3 separate regions of the Mus musculus genome follow, and all the other regions are linked to region 2. Evidence: chromatin contacts called from public promoter capture Hi-C data. All regions are on one chromosome and are shown on one strand. Each heading gives the region's core, a stretch centred on a gene start, on an enhancer-like site or on the middle of the called end of the contact. The rest is flanking DNA. Distances are from core to core; before and after follow the strand shown. Region 1 holds the start of Sec1 (secretory blood group 1). Region 2 holds the start of Bcl2l12 (BCL2-like 12 (proline rich)). Region 3 holds the start of Hsd17b14 (hydroxysteroid (17-beta) dehydrogenase 14).

The links. Promoter capture Hi-C pulls out the DNA fragments that hold promoters and counts their contacts. Capture Hi-C pulls out chosen DNA fragments and counts their contacts.
Region 1: a contact with region 2 is called in a promoter capture Hi-C map of liver, with 4 times the contacts expected there. The contact joins the promoter of Sec1 here to the promoter of Bcl2l12 in region 2. A contact is called at or near these places in 6 of 39 promoter capture datasets (the C10 cell line, embryonic stem cells, hippocampal neurons and 2 more), 3 of 484 Hi-C or Micro-C datasets (CD4 T cells, myocytes and regulatory T cells), 8 of 115 datasets of contacts at active chromatin or transcription factors (bone marrow-derived macrophages, embryonic forebrain, embryonic limb bud and 5 more) and 3 of 9 other capture datasets (liver, macrophages and pancreatic islet).
Region 3: a contact with region 2 is called in a promoter capture Hi-C map of adipose tissue. The contact joins the promoter of Hsd17b14 here to the promoter of Bcl2l12 in region 2. A contact is called at or near these places in 3 of 39 promoter capture datasets (hippocampal neurons, liver and pre-B cells), 1 of 484 Hi-C or Micro-C datasets (natural killer cells) and 2 of 9 other capture datasets (adipose tissue and pancreatic islet).

Annotation. Positions count from the first base shown.
Region 1 is chr7:45,693,084-45,696,083 of GRCm38.p6, forward strand. Sec1 (secretory blood group 1) reads right to left here and starts at 1,319. Exons shown (of 4, transcript NM_001271578.1): 1 at 891-1,319. It overlaps Ntn5 (netrin 5), which reads left to right. Exons shown (of 7, transcript NM_001358870.1): 7 at 913-1,473. The coding sequence ends at 1,307.
Region 2 is chr7:44,996,109-44,999,254 of GRCm38.p6, forward strand. It overlaps Bcl2l12 (BCL2-like 12 (proline rich)), which reads right to left and starts at 1,471. Exons shown (of 7, transcript NM_029410.3): 1 at 1,355-1,471; 2 at 770-884; 3 at 436-578. The coding sequence starts at 876. Irf3 (interferon regulatory factor 3) reads left to right here and starts at 1,540. Exons shown (of 8, transcript NM_016849.4): 1 at 1,540-1,800; 2 at 2,597-2,769. The coding sequence starts at 2,605.
Region 3 is chr7:45,553,626-45,556,481 of GRCm38.p6, forward strand. It overlaps Hsd17b14 (hydroxysteroid (17-beta) dehydrogenase 14), which reads left to right and starts at 1,303. Exons shown (of 9, transcript NM_025330.3): 1 at 1,303-1,441; 2 at 2,430-2,468; 3 at 2,688-2,770. The coding sequence starts at 1,354. Plekha4 (pleckstrin homology domain containing, family A (phosphoinositide binding specific) member 4) reads left to right here. Exons shown (of 20, transcript NM_001381849.1): 19 at 1-56; 20 at 140-604. The coding sequence ends at 402.

The sequences.
Region 1 (3,000 bases), core at 69-2,568, 700 kb after region 2:
TTCTGACAAGGCCCACCTCTCTGGAGGCTCCCACTCCTGGGAACCGGCTCACTGTGTAACACTAATGCTCTGGGCTTAGCTTAACATGCTGGTGCAAGCTCAAAACCTTCAGTTCTCAGGGGGCTGAGGCAGAGGGACGCCAGTGACTTCTGGATTGGCTTAGGCTACAGAGTAAGTTCTAGACCAGCGTCGACATTTTAGTGAGACCCTGGAATCTTGAGGCTACTGTTAATAGGAACATGACTCCAAGAGTCCCAGCCAGCATTATCTGACGTCCTTAGGATGCTCTCCCTGACTGATCTCTGGTGAGCATCCCTCTGGACCTCTGCCTCCCTCATCCTTCTTAATTTACTGCAACCCTAAAAACCCTGCTTCACATACTCTTCCTGATCCCATTTCTAGGCACGCACACACACACACCCAATTTCCCACCCTCCACCCCCATGTCCTGCAACTCACATGGCCCTTACAAGCACAATCTTGGATTTCTCCCCTCCCCCACTTCACATTCCACCAGCGTCCACCATCCTAAACCACAACATAACTCCTTCCCAACTTTGATCCTGGCCTCCCTTTAAACCAGTGGTTCTCAACCTTCCAAATGTGGTTCCTCCTGTTGTGGTGACCCTTTCAACCATAAAATTATTCCCGTTGCTACTTTATATCTGTAATGTTGCTACTGTTATGAATTGCAAACGAATTGCAACGTAAATACCTTTTTCCCAATGGTCCAAGGAGACCACTGTGAAAAAGATGGGTAGTCCCTCAAGGGGGTCACGACCCGCAAGCTGAGAACCACCAATCTAGGCCCTTGCCTGACCCTTCCCACCGCCACGTGACGGTGCCATCTTCATCAGGCCTGCCCTCCTCCGGGCTAGCCTCCCACTTGCCTGAGGTGGTGTCTTCCCTCAGTTCTGCACGCCCAGGTTTCAGCGTCGTCGTCGCAGCCGTCTGAGGCGGTGGGCCCCGAGTGGTGGCGGCTGGCCGTGCACGTGCTGGCTGTGTTCAAACAGCGTGCGTGGCCCGTGCGCCGCGGTGGCCAGGAGGCCTGGGTGCCACGTGCTGACCTAATCTGCGGCTGCCTGCGCCTGCGCCCTGGCGCTGACTACCTCCTGCTGGGCCGTGCTGCGCAGACCCACGACGACGACAACTATGACCCTGCGCGCCTCATCCTGAACCGCCACGGCCTCGCGCTGCCCTGGAGACCACGATGGGCCCGGCCGCTGCGGCGACTGCAGCAGAAGGAGCGCGGAGGTGCCTGCCGAGGCCTGCTGCCACCCACACGGAGCCCTGGGCCCAGGAACTAAAGTGAGCTACTAATGTAAGGTGTGAGTCCCCAGAGCCAATCAGAAGCTTCAGTGCCCGTGACGCCACTCCGCATGTGACGTTGCCTACGTTGGGACCGGAAGTGACTGCTTGGACCTGTGAGCCTTATAGGTTATTTGTCACAATAAAGGCTCATGTCTTGTGGAATTGTGTCTACAGATCACACACACACACACCCCATCCGTGTTGGGAGAGTCTTTCCAAGGCAACCGAAAAGGCCTTGATACACCAAGCTTAAGTTCTAAATAAATTACCTGGGAGAAAGTGGCCAGTGTACTTGGAAGTGAAAGGACTCCCGTGGAGTAACTGGGTTCTAGTAAGATTTGTGTTGCTTGATGATTAGCCAAAAGACAATAGACTAGGTATGGCTGGAAAAGGCAAGAAATTTGACAAAGGTGCCCGGTAGTCTCATATCCAGAAAGTTTGGCGTTTAAGATATTTTATTATTCTGATGGGCGAGGGGGAGGCTTCGACGACTATCATCTAATCTTGAAATATAGTCTAGATAGAGCCATGGTGGCCCAGTTCTCAGCACTTAGGAGGTGGGGGATCGGAAGTCCAGGGATTATTTAACAAGTGCAGTTTGAAGCTGAAACCTATTAATCGACATTAAGGCTTTGGAACAGGCCTGGCCCAGAGCAAGCACCCTATGAGTTTCCTGTTACTATTTGAATACCCAGAGGCCTCCCTTTCTCTGTGAGCACGCTGATGGGAAGATCTTGCTAGGATACAGAGGTAGTGGGCGTTGAGGGCAGGGGGAGAGGGTTAAGGAAGTTCACAGGGGTTGTGGGAACCACCCAAGCTGCGGGAGCTCCTCCCACCCAAGAGCCTGCGTGTAGAAGATGAAAGCCCAGAGCAGAGAGCCTTATGTGTTCCTTGTGACTCAAACTTTGTTTCTAGCAGCCGAAGCAAATTGGTGTGAAATCCACATCTGTACCACTTGCCGACCAGGCCCTTCCCTTCCCTCCCCTCCCCTCCTCACCCCTCCCCTCCCCTCCCCTCCCCTCCAGATGTCAGCCCTGCCTGTCCCTGCACAGTAATAGGGGTGGCACAGGTGGCCACCAGACCTCAAAGAAGACAAATTCTGTTCACCTCACCAGCTAGACAAATGACTTCATGGTGTGTGTGGGGGGGGGGGGCAGGGGGTGGGGGTGATCTCCTGAAGTCTTTATTTGTTCATGGTGTATGTGTGGGGGTGGGCGGAATCTCCTGAAGTCTGTATTTGTTCCAGTAGGAATTTGCCCACAAGGAAGGGGCAAGAAAGGCAACTCCAGATGAAGCGAAAGGTTTCTGGAAAGATCCAGAAACAGGCTGGGCTGGAGCTCAACTTGGTAGCGTTAGCGTGCATGTGGCTCTGGGTTTGGTCCCCCACAAGCCCACTGTAAACCAGGTATAGTGGTAAATGCCTATCAGCCCAGCATTGAAGAGCTACAAAGCAGGAGGACCAGAGGTTCATTTTTAGCTACATAATGAGTTAGATATAATAATGGGCTACCAGAGATCCTATCTCAAAAACAACAGCAAAAGTCCAGAGGCTAAAGGCCTAGTGTAGCAGAGAGATTCAAGCAAGGTCTGTTTTACTCCTGTAATCTCAGCACTTGGAAGGCTGGAGCAGAAAAGGCTGCAGTTGGAGCTGGAGGCTAGCCTGCACTATACAGGGAAACCTTGTCTCAA
Region 2 (3,146 bases), core at 221-2,720:
AAGCCAGGAAGCAAAGAAGTGGAGCGGTGCTGAGGCTCTACTCCCTTGGGAGCCACAATGCCTCTGCTGAGGAGACTTCCTCTCAAAGCTGTAAGGGTCCTGGCCCCCATGTCTCAGGATACCCCTCCATCGGGACACGTCCCACCTCAGCGCTGTGTGGCTCTTGGGCCCCCAGTCTCAGGCATCCCTTGCACTGGGACCCCTTCTCCCTTCAGAGCTGCATGCTTCCCGGGCTTTGGAGCCCCAGGGTACCTCCTATCCAAGCACAAACACTTACACTTACCCGCTAGAAAGAGGTGTGACAAAGACTTGAAATGGTTATGGCTTGTGCTGAAGCTGAACCGTGTTGACTTTATAATGGGTCCTGTCTGGATTTTTTGGAACCAAAACTCCTAGCCCTGAAAGTTTCACAAGTGACCTGAATAAATCTCTTACCAGGCTCGGAACCATAGCAGGGGCGGAGGGGAAGGAAGTGGGGCCTAGAGGACTCCGTGGGGGGAGCTCCTCTCCCCAGGGGACAAGGGAGGCATCTTCGGAGGCGGCTCAGGAAATCTGTTGTCTCCTCTTGGGCAGGACTCCTAGGGACAAGAACCTCGGAGTTATCCCGAAGGGGTCTGGGCAAGTGATCCCTTCATCCTTTCATGGAAGATCACTCTTGAAACTCAGCCCAGGCACATGGAGTTAGGTCTGATGGGAGTAGATAGGTTTGGACCACAAGACTCAGGAAGATCTTCCCATCAAAGGCTGACGCTGGGGGAGTGGAACTCACCTGGGTGGAGTTGGGACAGGGGACCCAGCGACTTCACCGCGCTTAAGGAAGGCCGTCAGAACCTTCAGTGTGTCCTCTCGGAGACCCAACTCTTCAGAGCCGGCCATGGGGGTACCTGAGGCAGAAGACAGAGGATGCACCCAAGTGCAGGGATAACTCAAACTTCTGAATCACTGAATGAAGAGGGCGCCTAACTCCAAGGAAAAGGTGGTTTTTAAGGGCCAGTGGGGCAGTTGATTCAGTTGAGGAGAAACGGTCTGAATTACTGAGTCTAAGAAAGGAGGTAAATGAGTGCTTGAACTCTTGCAGGAAGGAGCGGGAAGGGGGTTTGGAGTTCCCTCTCAGCTAGCAGCGCCAAAGAAGGCTCGAAGACCGTAGAGAATAGGGAACTACTAATCCTAGTATGCTTTGCGGCAAACGCTGGTCCGATTTCCCCACTTTTCACCGAGCAGTCTGCTGGGAGATGTAGTTCCAATTTTACCTCTGGCGTGCACCGGGAGACCCCGGGTGCTTGGAAGTCACAGCTTGGCAGGACTGGCTGTGGCCTTTCCTGCAACCCTGTCCCCTCCCTGGCACCCAGCTCACCTGGCTCGCGGTTGTGTCCCCGTCGCACTGGCGTACACGCTTTCTCACAATTTCTACAAACTTTTACTTCGGAAGTTCAACTTTCCCACGCCTGCGCACTGGGCCGACACGGCAACCGCCCCAACGTCGAAGGGGTGGAGCCTTCTTTTGCGGTCATTTGCATATGGCGTTCCCAGCATGCCTGTAGGCGGAAGGCCAAAAAAGGGCATTTGAGGGAGTTAGGCCTGCTAAGCCGAAGTGCGCTCCGGGATTTCTTGACTTTATTTCGTCAATGTTGAGAAAAACTTTTTATATCTCAAAATATCGTTAGAAAAGGAAGTCCCAGCGCTCGGAGGCTTAGCTGACAAAGAAGGGGGTTGCGTGGCTGCGAGTCTCAGAACTACTGTTTGGGAGCCCCAAAACCACTGCTGGCACCCGCGCCGCACGGGCGCCCAATTCCTCCCCTGGTAGGTAACGCGGAAGAGCCGGGAGGGTGGCGGCCTCAGGGCGCAGGATCGGGCAAACCTGTCGCTCAGAAGCTCGGCTACCGAAAAGCAGAATGGCCACGCGTTGTAGACGGAAGCCTGCAGTCTCAGCATCCAGGCTGGAGGCAGTAAAGATTGCTGTAAGTTCAAGGCCAGTGAGCTCCAGGCCAGGCTGGACGACAGAATGAGCGCCAGACCAACATGGGTTAAGCGATTTGAAGACCAGCCTGAGCTACTGAATAAGTTTGAGGGTAGCCTGGGTTACAGAGTGCATTCGAGGCCAGCCAGGGCCACAGAGTGAGTTGAAGACCAGCCTTGGCTACATAGCAAGTTCAAGGACAGCCTATGCTACATACTAAGACCCTGTCTCAAACATCCGTAAAAACAATATAGGAACAAAAAACAAAAAAACAGAAGAAGCGACAGCACCTGGGAAAAGACTCTGGAAATGAGTAAGGGTTTTCTGCAAGGGTGAGGCGGTTGTGAGAGCAGTTAGGATCCTTTAAAGACGAGGGAAAGAGGACTCCACTCTTGAAATAGGGTGCCAGCTTTGGATAATAGGAGTTTACATTTAGAAAAGGGAAGGAACCTATGGGTAGAGTTCATATAGAAGACTCTGGGGGGTAGGAGAGGCGGTCCCGTTGGATTTGGAAAGGTGGGAAGGAGTTTCCCGTTTGTACACAATGGTGAAGGAAGACCTGTGTTGTGGCGGGTCGGAGAGGTTTGAGTGCATTTGCCCCGTGACAGACAGGCTCAGGAACTGTCCTGTGGTGCGCAGGCTAGAGCATGGAAACCCCGAAACCGCGGATTTTGCCCTGGCTGGTGTCACAGCTGGACCTGGGGCAGCTGGAAGGCGTGGCCTGGCTGGACGAGAGCCGAACGAGGTTCAGGATCCCGTGGAAGCATGGCCTACGGCAGGACGCACAGATGGCTGACTTTGGCATCTTCCAGGTGCTGGGGGAAAGATTTCAGACGCATTTCTGGGTGTGGCTGGACCAGGGCAGGGGGTGGGATAGGACTGGAGGGACAGACGGGAATTGATTGGCAGATTCTAGGAACAGAATCCTGAAAGCCAGGTTGCGTTTCTTTTTTTTTTTTTTTTTTTTTTTTTTTTTAAAGATTTATTTATTATTTTATGTAAGTACACTGTAGCTGTCTTCAGACACACCAGAAGAGGGAGTCAGATCTTGTTACGGATGGTTGTGAGCCACCATGTGGTTGCTGGGATTTGAACTCTGGACCTTTGGAAGAGCAGTCGGGTGCTCTTACCCACTGAGCCATCTCACCAGCCCTAGGTTGCGTTTCTTAAGAAACGTTCTGGAGCAATG
Region 3 (2,856 bases), core at 53-2,552, 560 kb after region 2:
CAGCCTCTCCCAGGCTCTAGCTACAGAGGCTTCCCAGTGGCACAGGCTGATGGCAGGTGAGGCGCCCAGGCTCTGAGGGAGGAAGCCTGGAAGTGTGGATGTCACGTGATTAAGTTAACACTGCTCCTTATCCCTTTAGCCTCTCCAGGCAGAAATTTGGATACCAGGGGAGACTGTCTCCAGCCAAGCCCACAGCCTCCCAGTGAAGAACTGCCCCAGGTCACCTCGTCCCCAGCTCCTCACAAGGCTACTTCTGCTACCACAGGGTTCTCATGCCAAGGCAGCCGGAGAGGCCTGGCCCCATGGGAGGCCAGGTGGGACCCTGGGAAGGCCCCTCCAGCTCTGACCCAGGAAGAGGGGGCATGGCCCTTCAGAGTCACTCTGCTGCAGTCCAGCTTTTGACTCCCATCTTTATACTGAGCCCTACAAGCTGGAAGCACAACTTTGAGGTGTGGGACCATTCAGGACCACAGGGGAGAGGTTCATTCCAGCATGTATTCTAGGAGGGCCAGGGCCGCTATGGTCAAAGATTGATTTTCCCAACACTGTCCAAAATTGGATGAAAACTTTGAACTATTAGTCAATAAATAGCTTTTATTCTCTCTGTGGTTGTGACATTGTGTTCTGACAAACAAGGGTAAGGGCCCAATCTGCAGTGGTGGCACACGCCTTTTATCCCAGCACTTGGGAGGCAGAGACAGGTGGATTTCTGAGTTTGAGGCTAGCCTGATCTACAGAGTGAGTTCCAGGACAGCCAGGGCTATACAGAGAAACCCTGTCTCGAAAAACAAACAAACAAACAAACAATATGGGTCTGAGGGAGGAGGCTGGAGCCTGAATCAAGCCAGAAGAAGTAGCCCTGGTCTTACAAGTCAAAGGAAAAAAAAAAAAAAAAGAAAAAAAGCCGGGTGTAGTGGCGCACGCCTTTAATCCCAGCCCTTGGGAGGCAAAGGCAGGCGGATTTCTGAGTTCCAGGCCAGCCTGGTCTACAAAGTGAGTTCCAAGACAGCCAGGGCTATACAGAGAAACCCTGTCTCGAAAAACCAAACCAAACCAAACCAAAACAAAACAAAAAAAACAAGTCAAAGGGAGCAAGGCTGAAGTCAGTCTGAGGAGGCAGAGCTGGGGTGAGGGTCCCTGAGTCTGAAGGAGGACTGTCAGTTTGGGTACCCTGGGACTGAAAAAGAAGGGCTAGGAAGGAGAGTCCTCAGTTCTCCCAGGTGTGCCTTCCTAGAAACACCCCCTCCCAAGGTCAGCCTTCAGTGACCCAGCCTGTATATCTGGTTCCACCCCACTGCTTCTCTGGACTGTGGAGGTGGGAAGAGGTCCAGAGGGCGTGGGATACAGCTGGGGATGGCTGCAGTAACCCGATATTCTGGGAAGGTGGTGGTGGTGACTGGAGGCAGCCGGGGCATCGGGGCTGCGATCGTGAGAGCCTTCGGTGAGTAAGGGTCTTCCCGCCTGCTGTCTGAATTGTTGTAGGAGAGAAAGGATGACTGACAGAGGTTCCCAGAGTGGGAGGAGGAGACTCAGGTTCATTTCTGTAATGATTTATTTGTTCTTAAATGATTTGTTTATTTTTATTTTCCTCTGCATTGTTGTTGAATCTGGCTGAGAGTATTAGATCCCTTGGAACTGGAGTTACAAACAGTTGTGAGCTGCCATATGGGCACTGGGAAATGAACCTGGGTCCTTTGGAATAGCAGCCAGTGCTCTTAACTGCTGAGCCATCTCTCCAGTCCCTCAGTCCATTTGGATTGTTGGGTCTTTGCTGATAGGTTGGTCATTAAAAACTCTTCCTTGGGCTGGAGAGATGGCTCAGCGGTTAAGAGCACTGACTGCTCTTCTGAAGGTCCTGAGTTCAATTCCCGGCAACCACATGATGGCTCACAACCATCTGTAATGAGATCTGGCATTTCTGGAGTGTCTGAAGACAGCTACAGTGTACTTACATATAATAAATAAATAAATCTTAAAAAAAAAAAAAAGTTCTTCCACTGGCCTGGCAGTGGTGGCATATACCTTTAATCCCAGCACTTGGGAGGCAGAGGCAGGCGAATCTCTTGAATTTTAGGCCAGCCTGATCTACAGAGTGAGCTCAGAACAGCCAGGACCATACAGAGCAACTCTGTCTCAAAAATATAAAAATAAAAAAAAAAATCTTCCCTGGATCGGTTCCTAGCTGCAAATGATAGCTTTGAGAGTATTATTGCCTATCGGTTTGGGATTTTTCTAGAATCCAGGATGGGGGCCAACAGCAGCTTAATGAAAAAGGTTATTTGTTGCAAGATTCTGCTCTTGTAAGAGGACTGAAGCCAGTCACAAGAGCCGCTGGAGTGGCAGGTGCTCTGGGTGGTGGCCAGCAGAGGGCACCAGAGATGGTGAGGAAAGTCTGCAGGGCTTGTAACCTTGTTCTCTTCTTTTGGCAGTGGACAGTGGGGCTCAAGTGGTTTTCTGTGACAAGGATGGTGAGTGATTCAGTGTTCGATTCTCCCTTGCCTCCTCCATCGAAAGGGATCCGCGCCTAGCTCTCCTCCCTTGAACCCAGCTCTGCTTCCTCGGACCCAGGAATTCAAGTCCTGGCTTTCTTCCCTCCCATCCAGGGCTCTTCCCTAGCCCTCTACCCTCAGACTCTGGTGTCCAAGCCTCAGCTCTCCTTCCTCAGACCCAAAATCTTTCTCCTGCAGAGGCTGGGGGCCGGGCTCTGGAGCAGGAACTCTCGGGCACTGTTTTTATCCCCGGTGACGTGACACAGGAAAGAGATTTGCAGGTGAGTGTTTTCTGTCCCACACCTGGTCTCCAGTCCCTCTTTCCAGCTACCCATGCCCAGGACAGCTCAGTCCCTCTGCCCTGCTC